Regions from separate parts of the Callithrix jacchus genome. Here region 2 is linked to region 1. Evidence: chromatin contacts called from public Hi-C data. All regions are on one chromosome and are shown on one strand. Each heading gives the region's core, a stretch centred on a gene start, on an enhancer-like site or on the middle of the called end of the contact. The rest is flanking DNA. Distances are from core to core; before and after follow the strand shown. Region 1 overlaps COL4A1 (collagen type IV alpha 1 chain). Region 2 overlaps COL4A2 (collagen type IV alpha 2 chain).

The links. A called contact is a pair of places that touch in the nucleus more often than the background predicts.
Region 2: a contact with region 1 is called in a Hi-C map of skeletal muscle, with 4 times the contacts expected there. The contact joins two enhancer-like sites. A contact is called at or near these places in 2 of 3 Hi-C or Micro-C datasets (both in skeletal muscle).

The regions. Positions count from the first base shown.
Region 1 is chr1:25,807,110-25,811,586 of calJac240_pri, forward strand. All of the region lies in intron 2 of COL4A1 (collagen type IV alpha 1 chain), which reads right to left. Among named protein-coding and RNA genes, the nearest start is that of COL4A1, 71 kb to the right of the region's middle. Within about 2 kb of position 1,797, at least 3 of the 16 cell types and tissues checked have an H3K27ac peak or open chromatin away from gene starts, as enhancers often do. A contact at or near this core is called in skeletal muscle, where this site is marked.
Region 2 is chr1:26,015,142-26,019,932 of calJac240_pri, forward strand. It overlaps COL4A2 (collagen type IV alpha 2 chain), which reads left to right. Exons shown (of 48, transcript XM_035293939.3): 14 at 482-517; 15 at 1,091-1,141; 16 at 2,199-2,243. Among named protein-coding and RNA genes, the nearest start is that of RAB20, 120 kb to the right of the region's middle. Within about 2 kb of position 1,635, at least 2 of the 16 cell types and tissues checked have an H3K27ac peak or open chromatin away from gene starts, as enhancers often do. A contact at or near this core is called in skeletal muscle, where this site is marked.

The sequences.
Region 1 (4,477 bases), core at 547-3,046:
TGAGCTTTTGGGGCCTATGAGTGATCATTGGGTTAGCCCTTCCCTGCCCCCCACAGATCAATTTTTGCCCATAGGACATCCATGCTCGCAGCTGTGCCTGCTCTGTGTACCCAGAGGTCTTAGCAGAGTGTTCATGTGGGGGTTCAATCCTGCTATTACTGGCTAGCATCTTCCATCAGGAACCTGCAGGGAAGGTGCCACAACTGCCACTGGCCACCACCCAGGCCCAATAGCACAGGAGGAGCCCACCCCAGCTCACAGGACAAGGGGCCACTGGGATGAGAGGACACCAACTCTCCGGGTCCAGTAACCTACTGGATCAACTGTGGACAGAGGTCATTCCTTTACCGATCTTCTAGGGAAAACCACTCAAAATCAAGCACATGGCCACATGTCACAGACCTGGGAACTGAAGTCTTAGGGTTGTGAGTTTCTCACCAAGGAGGGCAAACTAACCTAAGGCCCTAACACGCCAAGTGGGGCGCCCACAGAAAACTCTCTGGCAAAGTCCTCGAGCTCTAACAGGACACGTAGAAGAAATTCACATCTATCATTCATTACCTTCATCTATTTGTAGAAATAGCTAATAAAGGGGCCGTGCGCGGTGGCTCACGCCTGTAATCCCAGCACTTTGGGAGGCCGAGGCGGGTGGATCACGAGGTCAAGAGATCGAGACCATCCTGGTCAACATGGTGAAACCCCGTCTCTACTAAAAATACAAAAAATTAGCTGGGCATGGTGGCGCGTGCCTGTAATCCCAGCTACTCGGGAGGCTGAGGCAGGAGAATTGCCTGAACCCAGGGGGCGGAGGTTGTGGTGAGCCGAGATCGCGCCATTGCACTCCAGCCTGGGCAACAAGAGCGAAACTCCATCTCAAAAAAAAGAAATAGCTAATAAAGGGAAAACCCTACACCAAGGGTCTTTAACCCAAGAACGATTTCGTTACAGCTTTTTAGAACTTAGCCAGGAATCAGTTAGTTTCCTGTGTCAGATTCTCATGTGAAGACATCCAGAACCATTGAATTTGGGGCCAGTTAGCATTAAACTCATAAAACAATGTGATGAACCAAGGCTAAGCTATGTCAAGTATATTTTACCATGTTTAATGGATCTGCCAAAAGGAGAAAAACATGGCAAAGGGGCACCACGTCCCCAGAGTCATCTGGTTTGCTCATTAACTCTGACTAATTCTTCCTCTCTTTCATTGCACATTGTGCTAAAGCACTTCACAAGGACGGGGGTTCCGTGGAGACCATTTTTGAGCGTGCAGTTCTCCCCACCCACACCACGTAATTATCTAGCCTCATAACTTGCTGTCTAGAAACATATTTGAAAGCTCAAAGTATTCTCCCAGCAAACAGGAGGAAAATCCAATTGCCCAGTTTTCATTTGTCAGGGTTTCTTTTATGTTAAGTCTTTGATCTTGAATTAAAATATACACTCTCATTTTGCTCCTCTGAAAAGAAAGCTGCTTTCCTGCCAGCCAATGTTTTGTCAAGACTATATTTACACAAAATCATTTTTCCCATAAATAGTCAGGACGGAGGCTGCCAGTGCTGGGCCACACCAAAGACAGCCCGTACTCCCGGAGAGTGCTCTGCGCTTTCACGGCACGGCACGTGATCTTCCATTCAAGATGCTTGGTTTTCTGCTGCTGCTTCTGAACATGGAAACAGAATCAGCTCCCTATTTTCAAAGCTGCACTAGATGCATTGAGCTCCAGATCAAGAGCCGTCAGCTTGTGTGATGGTGTCTCCTGAGTCTACCAGGTCCATCCCACAGCACATGGCAAAGGGGCAGATGGTACAATGGGCAGACCTAGGAAGCAGAGCTGGAAATGGGAATGCACAGTCACCCTCCGCGTTCGGGAAGGGGACGTGTGCCTGTCAGTGACATCCAAGGCACAAGGGAGCCAGCGACGGGCGGGCCTCGTGTACAGAATTAAGATAAACCATTCGGCATGGATCTGCTTCCCGTGGCTTTTCTAGGGTACACTGTTGGTATTTTACCCTTGGAGTCAGGCGTATTTTTTTTTAATTCATTGTTTTCAAAAAACTATCAAAAAAGACAAAAGTAAGTGAATGTGGGAACCCAAGCTGATCACACGGATTCTCACGATTCCTCTGCCAGATGATGATTCATGTGCAGTATGTGGAAATAGGAAATAGGGGACATCTGGAAAAGAGTCTTGGCATTGCAAACGCCAGACAAAACACGGAAAAGGAAAAGAATGTATTACATTAAACCATTTAACCCGCTAACGGGAGGGGAGGGGAGATACTCTCAGACCCTGAAGATGCGCCTGAGTGTCAAAGCCAGATACTTCAGGGGGTTGGGATCCATTAGATGGTAAAAACAAAGTGACATCTCACGCATGTTCCCCTCTCAATCACAGCTAGACCAAGCAGGGCTGGCCGAGGGGAGGAGGAGTTTGGACGTCTGTAAGGACACGCACGCTGGGAAAAGCCGCTGGCAATGAAAGCTCGCAGCGGTATTAGGAAAAGTTGGGGAATTGAAGAAAAGGAGAGTAATGTTCTTCACATTTTAAAGGATAATGATCCCGGAAATGGATGATAAAACCACAGCGTTGATTAGACATTTGGATGAAAACTTCAGGCAGACCTCCCAAGTGAGCCCATCTCATTTTCCCATCCACCAAAAGCATCCAAAAGCTAGAAACACTACCGACTGGTCCTGCCAAGATTCTCAGAACATTCTAAGTCCCTTTAATTTAGGCCCTGGGAGTCCTTCTGTCGTGGGTGGAACAGGTCCATTTCTCCGGTTTTCTGGCCTCCATCTGCGGACTGCACATACTTAGCCAGACAGGGACCCGTGTCTATGCCTTTCTGTCCATGGATCTGTCTAGAACTGAGCCAACAAGTACATTTTCCTTACATTTATCGCAACTTCAACATGCAGCTGCTGCTCACATGACCCACACAAGTCCCTGCATACGACATTTTCAATTTCTTAAGTGTTTTTATGCCTAGCATCCTTCATTCAGTTCTTTCAGCAACTCTGGGGAATTTCTTGGTCAGAGCATAACTTGGTCAAAACAACTTAGTGAAACACAGTGGGTAGATGGGGGAGCTCACACTAGAATCAGGGTTTTACCCACCAATCCACTCTTTCACAAAGGCTGTTCCTGGCTTGAGAAATTAAAACAGTCAGACCAGGCACTGTGGCTCATGCCTGTAATCCCAGCACTTTGGGAGGTCGAGGTGGTAGATCTCTTGAGGCCAGGGGTTCGAAACCAGCTTGGCCAACGTGGTGAGAAACACTGTCTCTAGTAAAAATATAAAAATTAGCCAGGTGTGATGGCACACATCTATAATCCCAACTCCTTGGGGGGGGCTGAGGCAGGAGAATCGCTTGAACCCAGGAGATGGAGTGAGCCAAGATCACGCTGCTGCACTCCAGCCTGAGTGACAAAGTGAGACTCCATCTCAAAAAAAAAAAAAAGGAAAAAGAAAAAAGGGGGGTCAAATACGTGTGGGAACTGTACAAGATGCAGCACCCACGGAAGGTCCAGATGACACACTTTCTTATTAAAGGCTCTGAGACATCCCAGGCCAAAAAAACAAATGTCCATCTAACCTGAACTCAGTTTTCCCCAAACGCCATGTCCTTGGAACCTCTTCCCGTTTTCATCCCAGAGGAAACATCTGTGGACATCCTAAAGATAGTCTGATGGCCATATTTTGGGAAAGGCTAAACTAGACTCTATTGTCTCTCAGGAATATTCAAAACATTTATGAACAAAGATACTTGATTAGTCTCAGAAATATGAGAAGTAATTTCAAATACGCTTAATGCGCTACCTAAACAAATCTCACATTTATCTTTTAAAGCCCCTCAGTATTGTATACTGAGGAGCACTTTTTGTGCATTTTGATTTTATAGTATATATTTTACACCTTGTAAGTAAGAAAATGGAATTTCTTTGTAAACGGTCTAGATTTGAAATTCTCACTAATTCAAATCTGGCACCATGCCGCTCACATATTAAGTACTTAATAAATAAATTACTGTTATTATTAATAATTCACTGTTATTAGTTCAAGTGAATTAACTTATCCAAAGTTTCAAAGAGTCTACACAAAAATATTCACTTTCATGTGCTTGAGTAAAGAGTTTGGTATCTAAGAAGAAGCGTAACACCTTTAACATTTAAAACAAGGGTTAACGTAAATTTTAGAAAAAATTTTAAATATTCTGTTCAAAACAATGCACACAAAAAAGAAGGCATGCAAGAAAGATAACCACATAAGAAGATAATCATTGTTCCTCAAAAATTCCTGAAGAACCAAATCTATTCCACACATACTAGGAATAACAAGGAAAGAACGGGGGCCAGTCCATGTACAAAGCGGGAGATTTAAAGCTCTCTGCTCTTGCGTGTTTTAATTTCATAATGAAAGCATGGCTACAAGTGTGTCTGTTGTTGCCCATGTGTAAATTAGAGGAAAGATCATGA
Region 2 (4,791 bases), core at 385-2,884, 210 kb after region 1:
GAAAAACGCAGACCGTGATTTTCATCTATGATATTGACATGGCTTTCGACAGCTTTTGCTTCAAGTTTTAATATGTTCCATGTTTTAATATGTACCTTTTCCTCAGAGGACCTCCTGGGAATGTTTTCTTCCAAAGAGTATTTTCATTAAGGCTTTTCCTTGGGCACGTTCTCCCACAAAATGTAAACATCTGCCTGGAACTGTGGGGGATGGAGGGGTAAAGGAAAACACAGAAGGAAAGATGGACTTTAACTTGTACCAAGAGGAATACATGAATTAATTCACCTTGGGAAAATCTAGAAGAAATAACACATCTTTTCCCTTGAATTTTGAAGCTACAAAATTTAAGAGTCATGTGTTGCAGTTGATTTACAGTGATTGAGGGTTGATTCAGTATTTTCAGCTCGTGTCATGAACCCCGATTGATTTTCACCTGTTACCATCCTCAATAAGTGTTTCTCATTTTTCGTATTCTTTACAGGGTGAAAAAGGCAGCGAGGGCGAACCGGGAATAAAAGTAAGTTGGGTGATGAGCATGCTCCCCTTCCCCGTGGCTCGTGGGTTCCGGGCGCTCTGCCCAGCGTGACAGGTGCCCCGTGGACTCAGGGCCTGCACACCATCAGACTCTCAACCCCTTGTCTACAGCAGGACAGTATTAGCCTGCATTTGTACACTTTATTTTCAGAAGCCAGTTCTAGAATTTTTCTCTTGGCATCTTTAACACTGGCTAATTATCCTCTGAGGTTCGAGAAGGGAGCATGAAGATGGGGGAGGAGCATGGCTTCTGTTCGGGCGCCACCTGGGTCTGCTCTCTGCCACCTTTGTCACTGCCTGTCCTCAGCACTGCAGCTCTCCCTCGTGGTCACTTACCACATGACATGACACATGCAGTCCTGGCTGGGTGACAGCCCGGAAGGCTGGCAGGCCTCCTAGGACCACACCCTGCACTGTGCCTGGGTCTAGCACTGCCAGGAGGTCTGGACACCATCAGGGCTGAGAACACAGTCCTGGAGCAGAGGATGATACGTGGGCCTGCTGGCCGGAGGGCCACACCTGGGCTGCTCCTTATGCCCTCTCTGTTCTCTCCTAGGGCATTTCCTTGAAGGGAGAAGAAGGAATCATGGGCTTTCCTGGACCAAGGGTAAACGTGCCTTTTATAAGTGCAGTTGTTGGTTTCGTTTGGTTTTTTATATAGACTTTCCTTTTTAAAGTTATTTCAGGTTCACAGCAAAATTGAGCAGAAAGTACAGAGATTTCCATGATTACACACACACACACACACACACACACCCCACCATGAACATCTAGCCCTGGCAGCTGCACTAGCTACAATCTATCAACCACCTGACACTCCCTCTTCACCCAGCAGCAGGTGCACGGACATGGTCCTCCCAGCGGAGGAGCCTCGAGTAAGGCACAAAACCTTCCTGCTTGTGTGTTTCACTCAGTTAGTCTGCGGTAACCAGAAATGTAGAGAATCTCAAACACACATTGATTTCCCGCTGCCCCAGGAGTCCTAGTTGCTAAGGGGTGGGAAGAAATCCCTGCCCATGGCAATTCAGCCACCCGAGAGGCAGACCTCACCTTCTGAGCCCAGCCTAGACTGACCCCACCGCCTCACTCAGCTACACCTAGCTGTGGGCTGGGACAGGTGGTCAGAGCCCTGGGCCCAGGAAGAGGAAGCGGAGTTTTGGTGACTATCTGGCAGTTGCTACCCCTCAAAAGACCATATTTTACATTCTCCAGAAATAAGAATAGAGAAAGAGAGACAGTAGAACATTAGAGTACCAGCCTTTTTATATGTCTAGCTTTTTATTGTACTATCTCTGTAGATTTCTCTGTATTCCTTTAAGTGGTAGGAAAGGATTGCTACAATGATTCATTCCTTCAGGAATCGGCCCGGAGGCCTTCCAGAGTGAGGCAGCTTTGAGATGAGGATGGATTCTGCTTTCTTTGAGACTTCTTGTCACAGTCATTATTTCCAACCCCCAGCCCCCACTTTTTAAAGGGAGAAGAATTTATTCATAGTTGTTACTGAATTTGGTGATTTGTCCCTGTTCTTCAGAGTCTGGACCTGAGACTTGTTCTGTCCGTCCGTCAGCATGTTGCTGTAATCACAGTCGGGTGCCATAGTCCAGTCCTCTGGAAATGTTTACTGCATATTCTGACCTGTTTGCTTCTGTTTTTTGTTGAACCAGGGTTACCCTGGCTTGAGTGGTGAAAAAGGATCGCCGGGACAGAAGGTAAGTTGGGCACGTGAACTACAATCCGCCCTGGGCCCACGAGGTCCCACAGAGGTTAAGCAAGAAGCCTCGGCACCCCAGGGAAGAACACTTATCTTCAGCAAAGGCACTGAAACCGTTCTTGCATTTGCAGTGGACAGTCCTGCCTCCCAGGTCGTCCACAATACTTGAGCCAGGTCATTACCTTGGCTCTCGATTTTGCAAACCATCTTTTAGTTCCTCCCCTTCAAACCATTCATCACCTGACCCCACCAGCCATGCTTCTGTGTCGTCCAGCCTCATACCCCTCTTCCATGTAGTCATGGATTTGGTGACCCAGGGTCCACTTAAATACTTTTATAGGTTGACCCACATTGTGACACTTCATATGTGTTTAATGACAACCCAATTATTCTTTTGAGTTCTGTGGACAGATTTTTGGCTGTTTCTTTAGGAGAAAAATGTTATGTAAGAAATGTATTGGGCCGGGCACAGTGGCTCACACCTGTAATCCCAGCATTTTGGGAGGCCGAGGCGGGTGGATCACGAGGTCAACAGATCAAGACCATCCTGTCAACATGGTGAAACCCCGTCTCTACTAAAAATACAAAAAATTAGCTGGGCATGGTGGCGTGTGCCTGTAATCCCAGCTACTCGGGAGGCTGAGGCTGGAGAATTGCCTGAACCCAGGAGGCGGAGGTTGCCATGAGCCGAGATCACGCCATTGCACTCCAGCCTGGGTAACAAGAGCGAAACTCCGTCTCTTAAAAAAAAAAAAAAAGAAATGTATTATGGGCCAGGCACAGTGGCTCACGCCTGTAATCTCAGCACTTTGGGAGGCCGAGGAGGGTGGATCACTTGAGCTCAGGAGTTTGAGATCAGCCTGGCCAACATGGTGAAACACCATCTCTACTAGAAATACACAAACTTGGCCGGGCGCGATGGCTCAAGCCTATAATCCCAGCACTTTGGGAGGCTGAGGTGGGTGGATCACGAGGTCAACAGATCGAGACCATCCTGGTCAACATGGTGAAACCCCGTCTCTACTAAAATTACAAAAAATTAGGTGGGCACGGTGGCGCGTGCCTGTAATCCAGCTACTCAGGAGGCTGAGGCAGGAGAATTGCCTGAACCCAGGAGGCGGAGATTGCAGTGAGCCGAGATCGCGCCATTGCACTCCAGCCTGGGTAACAAGAGCAAAACTCCGTCTCAAAAAAAAAAAAAATACACAAAATTAGCCAGGCGTGGTAGCAGGCACCTGTAATCCCAGCAACTCGGTAGTCTGAGGCAGGAGAATCACTTGAACCCAGAAGGCAGAGGCTGCAGTGAGCCAAGATCGCACCATTTCACTCCATCCTGGGCAACAAGAGTGAAACTCCCTCTCAAAGTAATAATAAGAAGAAGAAATTTTTAAAAAGAAATGTATTATGAATCTGGGTCAGATTTAGAGCCATCTGAACTCTAGGTCATACACGATGTTTTAGATCAGTGGCAGATGCCTTTTCACCATTTGCTGTGCCTGCGGGTCCCACCCACAGCGCAGGCCTGGAAGCTCCCAAGGGTCTCACCTCACACTCCTGCCAACATACACACGAAGATGTGTAGCTTCACACACACTGAAGGCAACAGCAAAAGAAATGACTGTGTCTGTGCTGCTCTGCCCCAGTGCAGTGTCCACACTGGCAGGTACACATCCGCCTCATTTTTTAAAAAGATGCAGAGAATGGCAGTCAGTGGATATGCCATATTTCCTTCTCACCGCCCCCCGCCGAGGTGGTTTTCATATTTCCAGCAAATGTGCCCCCTTGGTGGTACACGGGGCTTGGCTGCCTGCGCACGGGCTAGTATGGACATCACTCAGTCCTAGGAGGTGCTTACACAGAGAGTTTTATCAAAATCATTAGCCTCAGAATCAGGGCTCCATGAATCCTACTTGGGGCTACACGGCAGGTAGTGTGGTATCTGGAGGCCCACGGGCTGCAGTTAGCTGGTGCAGAGGCTCAGCAGATGCAGAGGCTCAGCAGGCCTGGTGGGGGTTCCGCCATGCTTCTTCCGGGACCACAAATGTGGTCCGGGATCTGCCTCCCAGATCCCCTTTCTGACCCCCTCTGGCTCTAGGAATAGGCCATTTTGACCCAGAATTCTGGTTTTAACCATTCAGAATTAGCACCGATCTTGCTGGCTTCCTGCAACCTCAAATACCTTATTGTTCCCATTCCTGTTCTTTCATGCCAACTCAGCCCAGGGGGCCAACTCCAGGCTTTGCCATAATCGCACTCAGCCTCTCCTAACAGCAGTTACCGATCGGAGCACCCTCAAAGCAGCACACCTGGGGTGACGGCTATCCAAGCGCACCCCACCCAAAGGCCACATTCTGCTCATGGCTTAGGGGAAGCAAAGGCCGCAAAGGGACAGAGGCTAAAGCAGACGTGTGGTTCCAGAGTGACCCGTTTCCACCTTCCCCGTGTGATTAAAGTGCTAGTGTTAATTTCCTACCATGTGCTAGTAAAATGACACTCATCTTTAGTTTTCCATCTTCAACACAAAAGAGTTGTAGTGTTTAAAAGCG